Linked DNA regions of Gossypium hirsutum: regions 2 and 3 are each linked to region 1. A link is a contact called in public Hi-C data. All regions are on one chromosome and are shown on one strand. Each heading gives the region's core, a stretch centred on a gene start, on an enhancer-like site or on the middle of the called end of the contact. The rest is flanking DNA. Distances are from core to core; before and after follow the strand shown. Region 1 has its middle 11 kb from the start of LOC121227952. Region 2 has its middle 6.6 kb from the start of LOC107948584. Region 3 holds the start of LOC107902398 (disease resistance protein At4g27190-like).

What was found. A called contact is a pair of places that touch in the nucleus more often than the background predicts.
Region 2: a Hi-C map of petal shows a contact between it and region 1, with 3 times the contacts expected there. The contact joins two enhancer-like sites. A contact is called at or near these places in 8 of 34 Hi-C or Micro-C datasets (anther, callus, hypocotyl and 2 more).
Region 3: a contact with region 1 is called in a Hi-C map of seedling, with 2.6 times the contacts expected there. The contact joins the promoter of LOC107902398 here to the enhancer-like site in region 1. A contact is called at or near these places in 2 of 34 Hi-C or Micro-C datasets (leaf and seedling).

What each region holds. Positions count from the first base shown.
Region 1 is chrA04:12,115,510-12,119,971 of Gossypium_hirsutum_v2.1, reverse strand. It overlaps the pseudogene LOC121227953. Among protein-coding and RNA genes, the nearest start is that of LOC121227952, 11 kb to the right of the region's middle. Within about 2 kb of position 1,816, at least 3 of the 9 cell types and tissues checked have an H3K27ac peak or open chromatin away from gene starts, as enhancers often do.
Region 2 is chrA04:11,623,492-11,627,953 of Gossypium_hirsutum_v2.1, reverse strand. No RefSeq gene overlaps it. Among protein-coding and RNA genes, the nearest start is that of LOC107948584, 6.6 kb to the right of the region's middle. Within about 2 kb of position 2,048, at least 9 of the 9 cell types and tissues checked have an H3K27ac peak or open chromatin away from gene starts, as enhancers often do.
Region 3 is chrA04:12,492,146-12,496,607 of Gossypium_hirsutum_v2.1, reverse strand. LOC107902398 (disease resistance protein At4g27190-like) reads right to left here and starts at 2,479. Exons shown (of 2, transcript XM_041110928.1): 1 at 2,415-2,479; 2 at 403-1,673. The coding sequence starts at 958. The coding sequence ends at 416.

The DNA of each region.
Region 1 (4,462 bases), core at 567-3,066:
ACTATGAATCGTGTCTACAAAATAACCCATTTTCAGTGAAATCCGAACAGTGGTTTCGGGACCACAAATTCGAGTCAGAAAGAAAAATTATTTTAATATTATTGTATGGTCTGCATTATGATAGAAATAACGTATGAAAATTTCGTTAAGAAAATTTTACCGATTTCATTTTTAATTAGGAGGAAAAGACTAAATTGCATAAAGTGCAAAAGTTGAATACTAGTAGCTAGAAGGATCAAATAACTATGGAATTCAAAATTTGAGGTCCTTATAAGGAAATAGACCATTAATCAAAGTTAGTAGATATTTATGATGATTCATCCATGGAAAATTAGAAAAAGAAAATGACTAAATTGAATTTTTTTAATCGAGTCGAGTAAAATGAAATTCGAGTCGAATCGAATCGAGTGAAATTGTCCAAGTTAAATTAAAAAAAATTAAAAATGTCAAATTAAAATCTTGTTACAATATAACTAATTTCATGTTAGAGCACATAAATTTGAAACCATATATATTTGAAAACTTTTTCAAAGCAAAATAATAAAAAATACAGTATGATAAACTTGAATTATTAATTAACTTATTTAAATCTCAAAAATTATTATTTTAGAAATTTTTTTAAAATTTTAACTTCTTTTATATATTTTTTAGATTTTTAAAAAATTATTATATTTTAAAAAAATATAAATTTTAATTTTTTTTTGTAATTTTTGTTAAAAGAGATCAATTTGCTCATTTTCAAAATTAATAGAGACTAAAATACTATTTACACTAATATGTTCTTAGAATTATTCAAATTGAAAAATTTTACTCGATTCAAACTCGAAACACGAATTTTTTATTTGAGTTGACTTATTCGGTTAACACAAATTTCAAATTTTTTTTTTAATTTTTTCGAATCGAATCGAGTTTTGATCACTCTGATTATTATTTTTTAAATTAATCTTCCATCCATTATGCTTAAAATTACTGTTTTTTAAACCATATTTCCAACAAAATAAATAGGGTTTTAAATCCCATTTTATTTATTTAATCCTAGCTGGAAATTAGGAGATCGTAAAAAATTCATGTCATTCTTCCATTTACATTTTAACAACAAATATAAAAAAAAATTTTAAAAATCAAGTCCCATTAATTAAGTCATCACTTTCTGTCTAAAATAGAAATTAATAATTTGTAATTCCACTATAATAATAATTTTAAGGAACTTAACAGTTGTCTCAAAGGGAATCAAAGAGGGAATATTGGGTGGTTTTTTTTATTAATATATATTTTTGAATCTTTAATACATATGTTTTTCTGAATTCTTAATACATGTTTTGATTTTTTATTTATAATTTATAATTTATATATTTTTAAATATTTTTAATTTTTATTGAAAATGATAATTTTTAAAAAAAAATTAAGATCAAATTAGTAAAATGTGTAAATATCAGAGATAAATTACTATTAGGTAAAAAAAAAACCCCATTAAATATTGACAGTGCACAACAATAACATAAATTTTTATAAAAGGAAACTTGAATAATAATTGTTTATAGAATAGTTTGTTTTCTGGTTGTGCCTCGCAAATAAAACTTACTCCTCTTCCAGTATATTCAACCAAGTTATCTGGACTCAAAACAAAAGTTTCAGATATTGTATGTTTCCGATACGGTTATACTCTTCTCTTCCCTAAAGTTTTCATATATTCGATGGGTGGTACCCTATACTGATGTACGGATATGTGTTGGATGTAAGGGTAGCGAATCTGTTCCAGACACCAAGTCACGTGAAGAAGAGGCATTCGCTAGTCTATTCAGGAATGAGACAACATCATCTGACGAACCAAGCAAATATCGAGCACTAGTCCGAGTCCGTCCAACAGCACAGGAGAAGTAGTTATCTCCTTTGAGATCAAGAACACTCCATGAGATCTTTTCTGGCACCGACGGATGCCTCAGCAAACTCCCACAGCTATAATAACTACTAGTTCTTCTATCCGGAGCCGGGGATGGTGGTTGTGTCTTTTTTTGTAATGACGATTTAGCTCCACTTTTGCTTGCTGGGAGCTTCAATGGAGGCCTTCTTTCAGCAGGTAATAACCGTGGTCCATCAAATGGCTTGCTTCTTGCTATGCTCAATGCATCAAAAGGCAGCTCGGGTTCGAAAAAGGTGTAAACATCTTCATCCTGGTGAAGTAATGAAAAATGATCACATCGATATAGGTTATAGGTGACAGACACGAGTACTTCAAGAAAAGTAAAGAGTCGAAGCAACGTAAATAACTACACCTCAATTAGATCTATTTGTTCAATATCCTAGAACAAAGATAACCACACCTTTAAGTTGTTCAAATGATTTGAATATGAATTTGCATGAAGAAAAGATTGATGAGAAGGTTACCTTCCCCAGAAAATGTCCGATGCAAAGAACATAGTCGATCGGAGTTGTCATTGATGTAGTGTGAACAATCTCTCCCAAAATACGATCAATGGCTGCCCCCTGGTTTAAAACTAAGTTATCATACAGGCAAGCATGCATCTCCAAAACTGCTACTAGAAGTATGTGTATGGTGAATGGGCAGTTACCTTTGTAACGCCAACTGCTCGTACCTCAACCGATCGGCTTCCTTGAACGACATCGACAGATGCATTCGAAATTGGTCCAGTCCAGAGATGTTGCAGCATGTCTCTTGCTTGAAGTCTTCCGAATTCAATATCTACAGACAAAGTAACATGAAAGGAAAACATGAGGAAGGATTGGACAAACAGGGTTGGAATTGATCTGAGATGAAGCTTGGAAACAAAATAGGCTGAGTACCTGCATATTTGTAATTCCATACAAGCGATGTATCCCGGAAATCGAAATGCGATCTCGGTGTTCTTTCAGTGAAATACTCAAAAACATGCTGCCAACATGCCATTGGCTTTTGTTAGAAGAGGCACATGGAAAAGAGAAACTTGATGAAGTGTTTGTGCAAGTATAATTTGGTTACCTTCACACTATCAATCCATTCCAAATTCAAGTGTTCCGGCATTGTCGTCATCCAGTCTCCCTTTGTATGTCGTAGAAACATACCGTTTTCTGCAGCCAACCACAGGTTATACTCTCCAAAGTTCTGCGAGAGCAATCAGTTGGTTTCAGTGGAGGATGAACCAGGGCTTAGACCAGGAAGAAAGATATAAATCCTAGCATACCTTATCCAAGACACATCTGTCACTCCCACTGAGGACAGCTATTGTTGTCTTCGGATCATTACAGAGGGCTATTAAGGGTTCTCTCAACGCCGGATGCAATTTAAGTTCCATTTCTTTGATTTGATCACCTCTACTCCCCGGAGTATCCACTGGTTCGGTTAATGTTGTGTTAAAACCCTGAGTTTCAGACCATCCCAAAGATGAGGTAAACATGGCAAGCATACTCAACTTAGCACAGTGGATTTATTGATATCGATACAATAAGAAATGTGGCAAAAATCCTCGTAAGTCCTATGGCTTTACATGTATCATATACTTGCAGACTTCGAGTAAAGCTTTTTACGACCTGAGGGGCATTTTTTTACGATGACAGATTTTAGATTAACCAATCATACCAGTATTACCAGTCGATTGCTAGACAACAAGTAACATTCCATTGCATCATTTTGTGGAAGCTCTGGAGGCACTTTGCTTGTCCTTAGCTGTGCTTCGACAACCGTATCATTCAGTTCACTGCAATTACAATGATAATATCTTAGGATTGAACAGAAAGAATTAGTGCAAATAAACTCTAGCTTTTACATTCTTATTAAGGCACCTAAGCTACAAGCAAATGTCCAAGACGCGGAGGCTGGATTTGGCAATTCCAAACTTCATCAAATAATATGGGATAATATTAAATAAATTTGCCAAACTGAGCAAGTCAAATACTTACCATGATAAAGATTCCAACCTAACCTAACATTGGTTACAAAAGGAAAAGGACATACTGTAGAGAGTTTCGGAACTCTAATACAAGAAAAAGAAAACTGAAAGATATATTTCGAATTGTATGCATACCTTACAAATGTTTCAGCCCATTCTTGAGCTGTATGCTCTGTCACATGATGAAAGTTATGGCAGTGTCGTTTTTCCCTTTCTTCGGCCGGCATGTTCAAAGCTTGGCCAATCGAAGCAGCCACTTCAGTGATGTTCCAAGGATTCACTAAGATCGCACCAGCACCCAGAGATTGTGCAGCACCAGCAAACTGCAAGATACATCAAGGATATTGAAAGCATTATAACTGTTACTTCAAAAGCAAGAATGTTAATTACCGTATAAGGAGTCTATGAAGCAAGAAAATCAAGTTCGGTGGAAACTACTTTCATTCAACCCCGAAAAGCACGTACGAAAACATTAAAATTAGCAAGTAATTACTTCACTGAGAATGAGGACCCCTTTTTTCGCCTCTTGGCAAGCAACAAACTCGTAACTGACGAGGTTCATGCCGTCCCGTAAAGAT
Region 2 (4,462 bases), core at 799-3,298, 490 kb after region 1:
ATTGGCCAAAAATGGGAGAAAGAAGTAGGATTCCTAATCTTCAGTATGAGAACCAAGAGTGTGTTATTAACAGAACAGATGCGAATCTTATCAGAAAAAACATCACGAACCCAAGAATAAACATCCGATCCGACCATATCCCACTGACTCTAGTAAAAAAGAGCGTGAAAACCATCAGGGCCAGGAGCTTTTAAAGGACCCATACTAAACAAAGCATTTCTAACCTCCTCTGCATTAACGGTCATGGTTAAAGAGTCCATAGTGCTAGAGTTGACTTGCGAAAAGTGACCACGTAAAGGGCAAGCATCACATGACAAATCATCCAAGGAAGAGAGAAGAGAAAAAACGAACTGCTTCATCATGCAATCTCTGATTATCATAAAACCAGTTATCCACAATTTTCAAGGCAAAAATTTATTAGAATTCTACCTTATAAGAGCTTTATTATAGAAAAACTTTGTATTACGATCCTCAAAATAGACCTAATCCATCCTCAATGTCTGCTTCCAAAGTAATTCCTCCTCATCAAGAATCTTTTCATATTCTAAATGTAACTTCGATTCAAGATTCAGAAGGTACCTGGAATATCTACGATCTAAAGTAGCTTGAACTTTACCAATATAATGGGCAATCGCTCATTTCCTTCTGATAATGTGGCCGAAAACCTCAAAATTCCACTTTTTAAAGCTTGTAGTAAAAGAAGTGAGATTGCCAATAATATCAGTATCATGTCCAAATATCATGGATGCATTTGTTAAAATCCGGATAAGAAACCCAAGATGCTAGAACCTGAAAAGGTCTCGGTTAAATAGCTTGACTGGGGCTGCAAAAAGATAAGTAAATAGGTCTGTGATCAAATTTGAGACGAGGAAGATGGAAGACAGAATCACCATAATAAAGTCGGCACCATTCATTATTACCAATTACTCGATCTAATATTTCAAAGATAGCCCCTCTTTTTCGTGTGAACTGTGGACCTTTAAACCCAAGATCCATCAACCCACTAAGGACGAAATCTAAAATAACTTGCATCCAGAAAAAATAGGATGACCACCCCTCTTTTCATCCGAAGACAACACTGAATTGAAGTCCCCCAACAAAACCCACGGCTCGAAAATGGAATGAGCAATATGATCCAAACGGCCGCATAAAGTCTCACATTTTTGTTTGTCCGGATAACCATAAACCAACGTCACTAAAACACTTCTGGATCCGCCCTATTTACCCAGTCGGCAAAGAATAAATTGTGGATCATTAAGAATAATTTGGATCTGAACAGAATTTCTCCAACAAATACATAAACCCCCAGCATAGCCTCTAGCTTGAATTCTGTGAGAATAATCCAAGCCAATTTTAGAAATGATTCTATCTACCTTCAAACCACTGACTCGAGTTTCAAAAAATGCCGCAACATCAACATTAAATTTAGCAAAGCAATCTCTAACCACCCTAACAAACTTAGGCGATGCACACCCTTTACAGTTCCATACAAAAATACTTGGTAACATCTGACAAATCATAGAGAGAAAGACAACATCAACAGATCCACCTTAAACATCTAAGGTAGTGGTTTCATTAGGACCCAGAGTTACCCCCTGAAAGTTATTTTCCTCTGCCATCAAGCCTTCTAAACCGATCCTGTCAACGAATTTTGTCATAGCTTTAGCAACAGAATCACGACCAAATGCCTTCACCTTGAATTTGTTGCCTGGACCCCGAAGATTGTGAGACCCGTTTTTAAAACGTTTGAGGTTTCCAATTTTCGAAGAAGATAAGGAGACAGCCAAATTCACATCAACAGAATGAGAATTGGGATCCCAATTTTCTACAAACTTAATGACTCAATGAAATTCTGGATTCAAGGTTGTCACAACAGATTTTTCTACTAAATTACGTGAAGTGCCTTGGGTTAACAAATTTAATTCCCTACTGGAATTATCATGCGAAATAAGAATGTGGGTTTCTTTAGAATTAACGTCACCCACTATGCACAAATAAGGAGTTGGGTTTGATTCTACGGAAATGAAAGTATTAGCCCGTTGGGAATTTTTGGAACCACCAAGCCTAGAACCCATCCTTAAAGGCCCAAAACATCCTGTCTTTGAGATCCAGCAGAAACCTTGGCACTTTGCTTGGAAGACCCATTAACCATTTTGGAGGAACCAGCAGCGTTTGGGTCTACCAGGCCCAAACTCCTTATCTGTTTTTTCCTGATCCAACCCCTGACCTGTAGCAACTTATTCTACAAGTGACAGTGGAACCCCAAAATCCCAAATTTGTTCATCGTTGTCCGTGGGAGTTGACCCTTCTTCATGTAAGGGGTTGTAATAAATGGCAACCCCTTTTCCTTTCAACTTTGCTGAATCAAGGGGATTGGGTTCCCCATTAATGGCTCAGTTCCCATCCCTCAAATTATGGATAATGTTAAAGCGAGATCCCATCGATCCCGTTACTTTCTTTTCTTCTCATCCAATTGCTGATTTCCGGCTAAGTATACTATTCCGTCGATTAACCACCATCCATGGCCCAAACATATCCAAATCTTTCCTGTTCTCATCTGAGATCAGATTTTCTTGGTTCATTTCCCCTAACGCTGTAACACAGTTGGGAACAGAGGAGCAGGAATCTTTAAAGTGACCAAAATGACCACAAGAAAAACAAATATTGGGAAGAGACTCATACTTAACGTGTCGAATACATCCATCAACTTTGATTTTAGAAACCAACGGATTGTTAAGGTCAAGAAAAATCGCCATACGAACAAAACGGCCCCTTTGCGCATTACCAGTGTTAATATCCAGTTTTATGACTTGCCCAATCGTCTCCCCGATGCTCTTTAAAATACTCTGCCAATACAAAAAAACCAGGAATTCCCGAAAGTCAAATCCAAGCAACCACGTTGGATGGGAATGGCTAGGAAGTGGAGAAGGATTTTGTCCATGGTTGAATACTGTCCAAAAATAATGCAAGGTCCTTCCGTGAGGGCCCGAGTATAATTCGATTCCTTTTGGAACTTCACCATGAAATAATCATTTTCCAAGTTCATAATTTTAATGGGGGTAGTTGGTTTCCAGAGGTTATAGATTTTATTCGAGAGCGTTTGGAAACCTATTTTCTTTCCCAAAAGTTTAACCACAACGGCACAAGACATACCTTGATATAAGATTTGATGAATCCTATCAGAGAAATGAATAGAGGGTAAACCATCCTTTGTTCCAGTTGTAACATCTCCATCAAGAAGTTGTAAGTCATCATTATCCTGTCCGATCATACTCTTTCCTGTATCCCTCGAAGCACCAAGCAACATGTCTTTGAAAGATACTCGTGAGTTAGCAGGCTTTTCAATACCATTAGGAATCCCAATTACATCCACATCATTGCTACGCATACGAATTTTTTAGTGGCCTTCTCCTCCAAAGAGTTCAACGAAGAAGAAGAATAATGTTGAATATCTTCTAGTGTCGAATTCTCTCTAGGTTGGAACATTTTCTCACGCTTTTGGATACTCATTTTAAATACATGATTTAAAACTAAATACTAATAATAAACTTACTGTTTGATAAACTAAAAATTTGAGTGATGAAAAATTAAGTATTGTACATTTGTAGTGATAAATTTTTTAAGTGCAAAATGTTTGGTAAATTAGTAAATATAACTATTAAATATAATTATATTTTTTGATAAAAATAAATATTTGTTTTTAAAAGATTATTTATTTTTAATATTAATATTATTAATATAATATTTTATATTATTTTGGATAGTTTTGGATATAGGTAAATATAGCAATTTGAATATCTCAATTTTTTTTTTAACAAAATAAAATCAACTTAATATTTTTACCTTTGGTAATAAGTAGCTATTTACCTACTTATCGTATTCAACATTTTTTTTTTGTTGAATATTTTATATTAAATAAAAAGTTAAAATGATTATACAATATATTTAGAGTTTTAGCGTTTGTTTGGGTGAGGAATTTGTAAAAGGGGTTTATTTTTATTTTTTGGTAGAAAAAAAACTATATATTTTAAATTTATTTTATTAAAACTATTTATAAAATGTTACAAATATAAGTGTATCCATGTTTTTATATTATTTTTTTAATATAATTATTCTTATTTTTATTCATTTTTAATTTATAAAAATTTCAATAACTTTATTTTTCTAAATCAAATAATTCATCCAAACAAAGCAATTACAAGTCCTAGCATTTTTGAATTGATAAATTCTAATTTTAAAAATCTCAAAAATTTTGAAATTCTTCGTCCAAACACTCTTAAAATATTAAATGTTAAAAAAATTTCTATAATTTATTAAACACATCCTAAATCAACATGCAAATGGATTTGGGATTGAATATTTTAAATATATAATTTTAAAATAAATTAAATTATTTTTTAAACTTTTTTATATAATTAGTCAGTTGAGAATAATAATAAATCAATTGGTGAGTTAACATGTA
Region 3 (4,462 bases), core at 1,230-3,729, 380 kb before region 1:
ACTCTTTAAAGGGTTTACATATTTATGCTTTATTCCGACATTTTTTTCGTTGTCTATTTCCACCTATGCCAACATTTTCTAAATGTCGACTTTGACTAGGTTTTTGCCAACCCTTCAATAAAGGTCGGCTTATGTTGAATTATGCCAACACTTTTTCAAAAGCGTTGCAGAACCTATACCAATTGCACTATAGACGGCATTTTCGGAAGCGTCGGGATGACCTATACCAACTTTTTTTGCGTCGTCTTAAGTAAAAAAAAAAATTGCGATAGACTTGTTTTATTGTAGTGATAAAATTCCTTTTTGAGTTGGTGTCACCCTCAACTGGGTCACTAATTCAATTAGGGAAATTAGTAGAATGTCATTCTATACTTAAAATATGTTATATTATTTGAGGGTGTTTTAGCTTTTTCACTTAAAAAACCAATAAAGATTTATCATTTTCTTCATTAACATCTTCAATTTCAGTTAATCTACTATCTTTGAGTCTCCGATATGCCGCTTTCCACTCGTGACAACTTTTACCTTTCAAAGCACTTCCCAACGAAACTATAGCAATGGGCAAACCTTGGCATTTTCTGATGATTTTAGTTGCCACCTTTCTAATAGCGTCATCAGCAGAGCCATTTAGACTTGCTTTCATTGCAAACAAATTCCAAGCTTCATGGCCATCCAAACAACCCAGTTGTACCACCTTTTGACAATCCATAGCAAGACATACTTGTTGACGGCGTGATGTTAAAAGAACTTTGCAACCTTTATGATCTTCGCCAGTCGGAATTCCTATCTTCTCCTTTAAGTTGATATTTGTCCAAATATCATCAAGGATAATAAGAATCCTCTGTTCCTTCTTCTGTCGCAACCATAGATCTTGCACTGATCTTCTTTCTTGTTCATTCTTCATATTAAAGTCTATGAATTGTGCAATTTGATCTTGAATTACTTGGAATTTTGGCATTTGAGACACAGTTGTAATCACAACTTTATTGAACAAATTCAGCTTTTCGGCTTGATTTCCAACTTCTCGAGCCAAGGTGGTTTTGCCCACACCCCTCCCATCCCCCACAATCCAATCATGCTGATCTTGTCATCTTGTAGGGCTTCAATGATTTGATGGAAAGCAATCTTTGAAGATTCCGAAACCACAAATTCCTTAGAGCATAGGAATTCTATGGTGGGAAGGGTACTAGGAGCACGGTAACCGACTCGTCCAGGTTGACCAAATTTGTTGATCTTCTCCAAAAGCTCAGATATATCCAGAGTTTTCTTCATTGCTTTCTTACTTAATCGTTATCTCCAACCCCAATTAGGATACCAGTTGAGACACCTCTTATTCTGTTGAATTTCCATTTCCAAAGTTTCCACATTCGATAGGATTTCCACTGCCTTCATTTGCAAATCCCGTACATCATCTTCAGTATGTAAAAGCTGCTTTTCAGCAACCTCAGTCTTATGCTGCAGAAGAGTTCGTGCCCTTACAAGTTCACCTTTTTTTTCCTCAAGCTTTTCAACATTGTCATGAAAGCGGCGGACATAATCAAGTTAACGTCCCACCGGCTTTACCACATAGTCCGCAACTAGTGTTCCAACGGAGTTAGCAAGAGCAGACTCGCAAATTCACAACCCATTGTTGACAAGCTCGATTGAAGAATACGATTTTCCAAGTTCAAACACTGTAGCAGATCATAAGAGTTATCTATTGAAGTTGGCCTGCATGCAGCATGTGAAGAAGCCAAAGTGTCAAGAAGCAGCCCGAGCCATGCATGCAGCTGTAAAAAAAGAGATCAAACTGTCGTACTATTACAGGGTGAAGTATGCATATTGAACCAGAAAAGGTAGACATGCAGCTTGAGACCAATAGACAGAAGCAGAAGCTTACTGATGCTGTCCAATTTCAACTCATTTTGGTTACCTTAAATTCATAGTTTGTAACTTAGTTCTTTTAGAACTTAGTTGGTAAACTTCTTGATGTATTTTAGATGTTGATTGACTGAAAGTTCAGCAAAGCAACTTGTGCAAGCTAGTTTAGCAATTTTCAATGTTTTAAGTGATGTTAGGTAAATGTTTAGGTAGCATTTTGACTTATAATGATCATCTCATGTTTGATATATGTAATGGCAATTTGCCAATGTCAAATTAATGAAAAATCATCATCTTTTTCATTCAATATCCTCTCCATTTCCTTTACATATTTTCTTTGCTTTTCAATTCTGTTTTTGTTTTGCTTAAAAACTCCAGACCTGATTCTCAAGTTTTCCTCATTCTTCATCCGGATATATTACTCTGTTGTTTAAGATCCAAATTGAAGTTCATATTTCATTCGGATAAAGAGTGTCAAACACCAACATTATCATTAGAAAAAATATTAAAGAATTAAAAAATGTTGAAGATGAACACCTACGTCTTAGACATACCACGCAAGGTGAAAGACAATTCCAAGTATGAAAATTAATCGGCTTTTATTCGATTCAGTCCAGCTGCAGACAAAACACAAAAAGTGAATACTGTGATAAACTTATATCGACAGTAGAATTGATATGATGCAAAACTAAAAATAATTTTATACCATAGAAATTTTGTAAGTATGGTACAGAATTGGTGAGATAAGTAGTAAGAAAGAAGACTTAGTTGAGAAGCTTTTATTACATTTTATTTGTTGCTTATCAATTCATACTAGTTGACAAAATCAAATATATGAGTGTAATGCCATCTAATTTTAAATTAGAAAGATATTTTTAATTACACATAGAGAAATATAATTCTAAAGTTTTTTTTAGCTGCCCCTTGAAAATGCAAAATTGTAAATTAATATATAGTGATATTGTACTTTGGCCTCAAAAAAAAAAAAAAAAACAAAATTTTAATTTTTTTTTAAAATGATAAAATTATATTTTAACATTTCAAAAATTCATAATTAATTTTCGATCCTTCCTAAACAAATTTTTAGATTCGCGGTTCTACACCAATATTATAATTCAAAAGTAATAAAATATTTAAAGTTGATGCTATTTAAATAGGTAATTCAATATTCTTTAAAAGTTTACCCTCACACACACTAATATTATGCATATAACAATGGAAAACATAATAAACATTCCCCTCTTACCTCTTCAAAATGAAAGTAATAATTCCAAGTATGTGAGTGCAAAGAAAATTAATTCCTTCAAGAAAAAAAACATAGTAAGTGATTATTAGATCAAGAAATATATATATATATATAAACACAATTCAAGAAATGAAGCATATATAAAAGACCTTTACCTCACTTGGGAACTTGAAAATCAAAGCTGAGAAAATGCTCCACTAGTTGAAAATAACCAAAAGGATTTGAAGATTAGGTTTTTTTTTTTGGAGGACTAATTTGGAGTAAAAGAAAGTAAATAAAACTGAACACTTTATTTTTTCTTTAAGGAAAGGGGAAATAGAAAACAAGAGAAATGTAGGTAGCACTAAAATGATGAGAAAACTTGACAAAGAAATTGGAGTTTATCTGCTTGCAAAATTCCAACACTCAAAAATATAAGCTAGGATTTCTTAGTTTTGGTTTAGCCAAAGGATTTGTGTTATGAGATTACTGCAATTGTAAATAAAGTTTCAACAAACAATCAAGATTGGGTCAAATTATTGGTATTTGCTTTAATCAATTGTTTATAGTATAGTGGATTGGCAAGGCAAGAGGATTTTACTTTTGCAATTACTGGGTAATTTCTTTTACAATTAATACCCAGGACTTGGAATGAAAATCAAATAAAATATAACTCTTTATATTTAAAAATAAATGAAAGTCTTGAGAAGAAACTTGTGCCGTGTACATAATATTGTAAAGCAGACTACAAAATGATAAGTCTTTGCTCTCACACTTTTCTTGAAATTTCAATAACCGATGTTTCAATTTTTCTTTTTTCTTTCTTTCTTTTTTTTTTATTTAAGATTTTCACTGCATTTAAAAATATGTATTTTCTATTGACAAAAATAAATCTATTTTCTTAATTTTCATTTGCTATGGAATATGAAAATTAGTTGTTCCTTCATTCATTTTTATTCATTTAAAGTGAATTTTTTTATTGTTTTGTAAAAATATAATGATAACTTTAACCCTTAATATTTATATTTCTTGTTAATTTGGTCATTAATTTTATAAAAAGAGTCAAATTTGATCATCAACTATTCAAAAAGAGTCAAATTTTATAGATTAATGTTTTTTTATTATACATGCCAAATATTTTGGATTTATGTTGATTAGGGTTTTAATTTTTAATTTTCAATTTGATTATTTATGAAAATAAGTGTGATTATCTATTGTTGTCGAAGTAAACTTTATATAATAAATAAATATATAACAGTTTGTGCAGGTTTGGATTTCATTAGAAACTATCTACGATATATATTATTTGTGAGATTAAATGTTTGGTTCTTGTATAGTTGTTTCGTAAATTTGAATGGAATGTTTTGGTGCAACGTC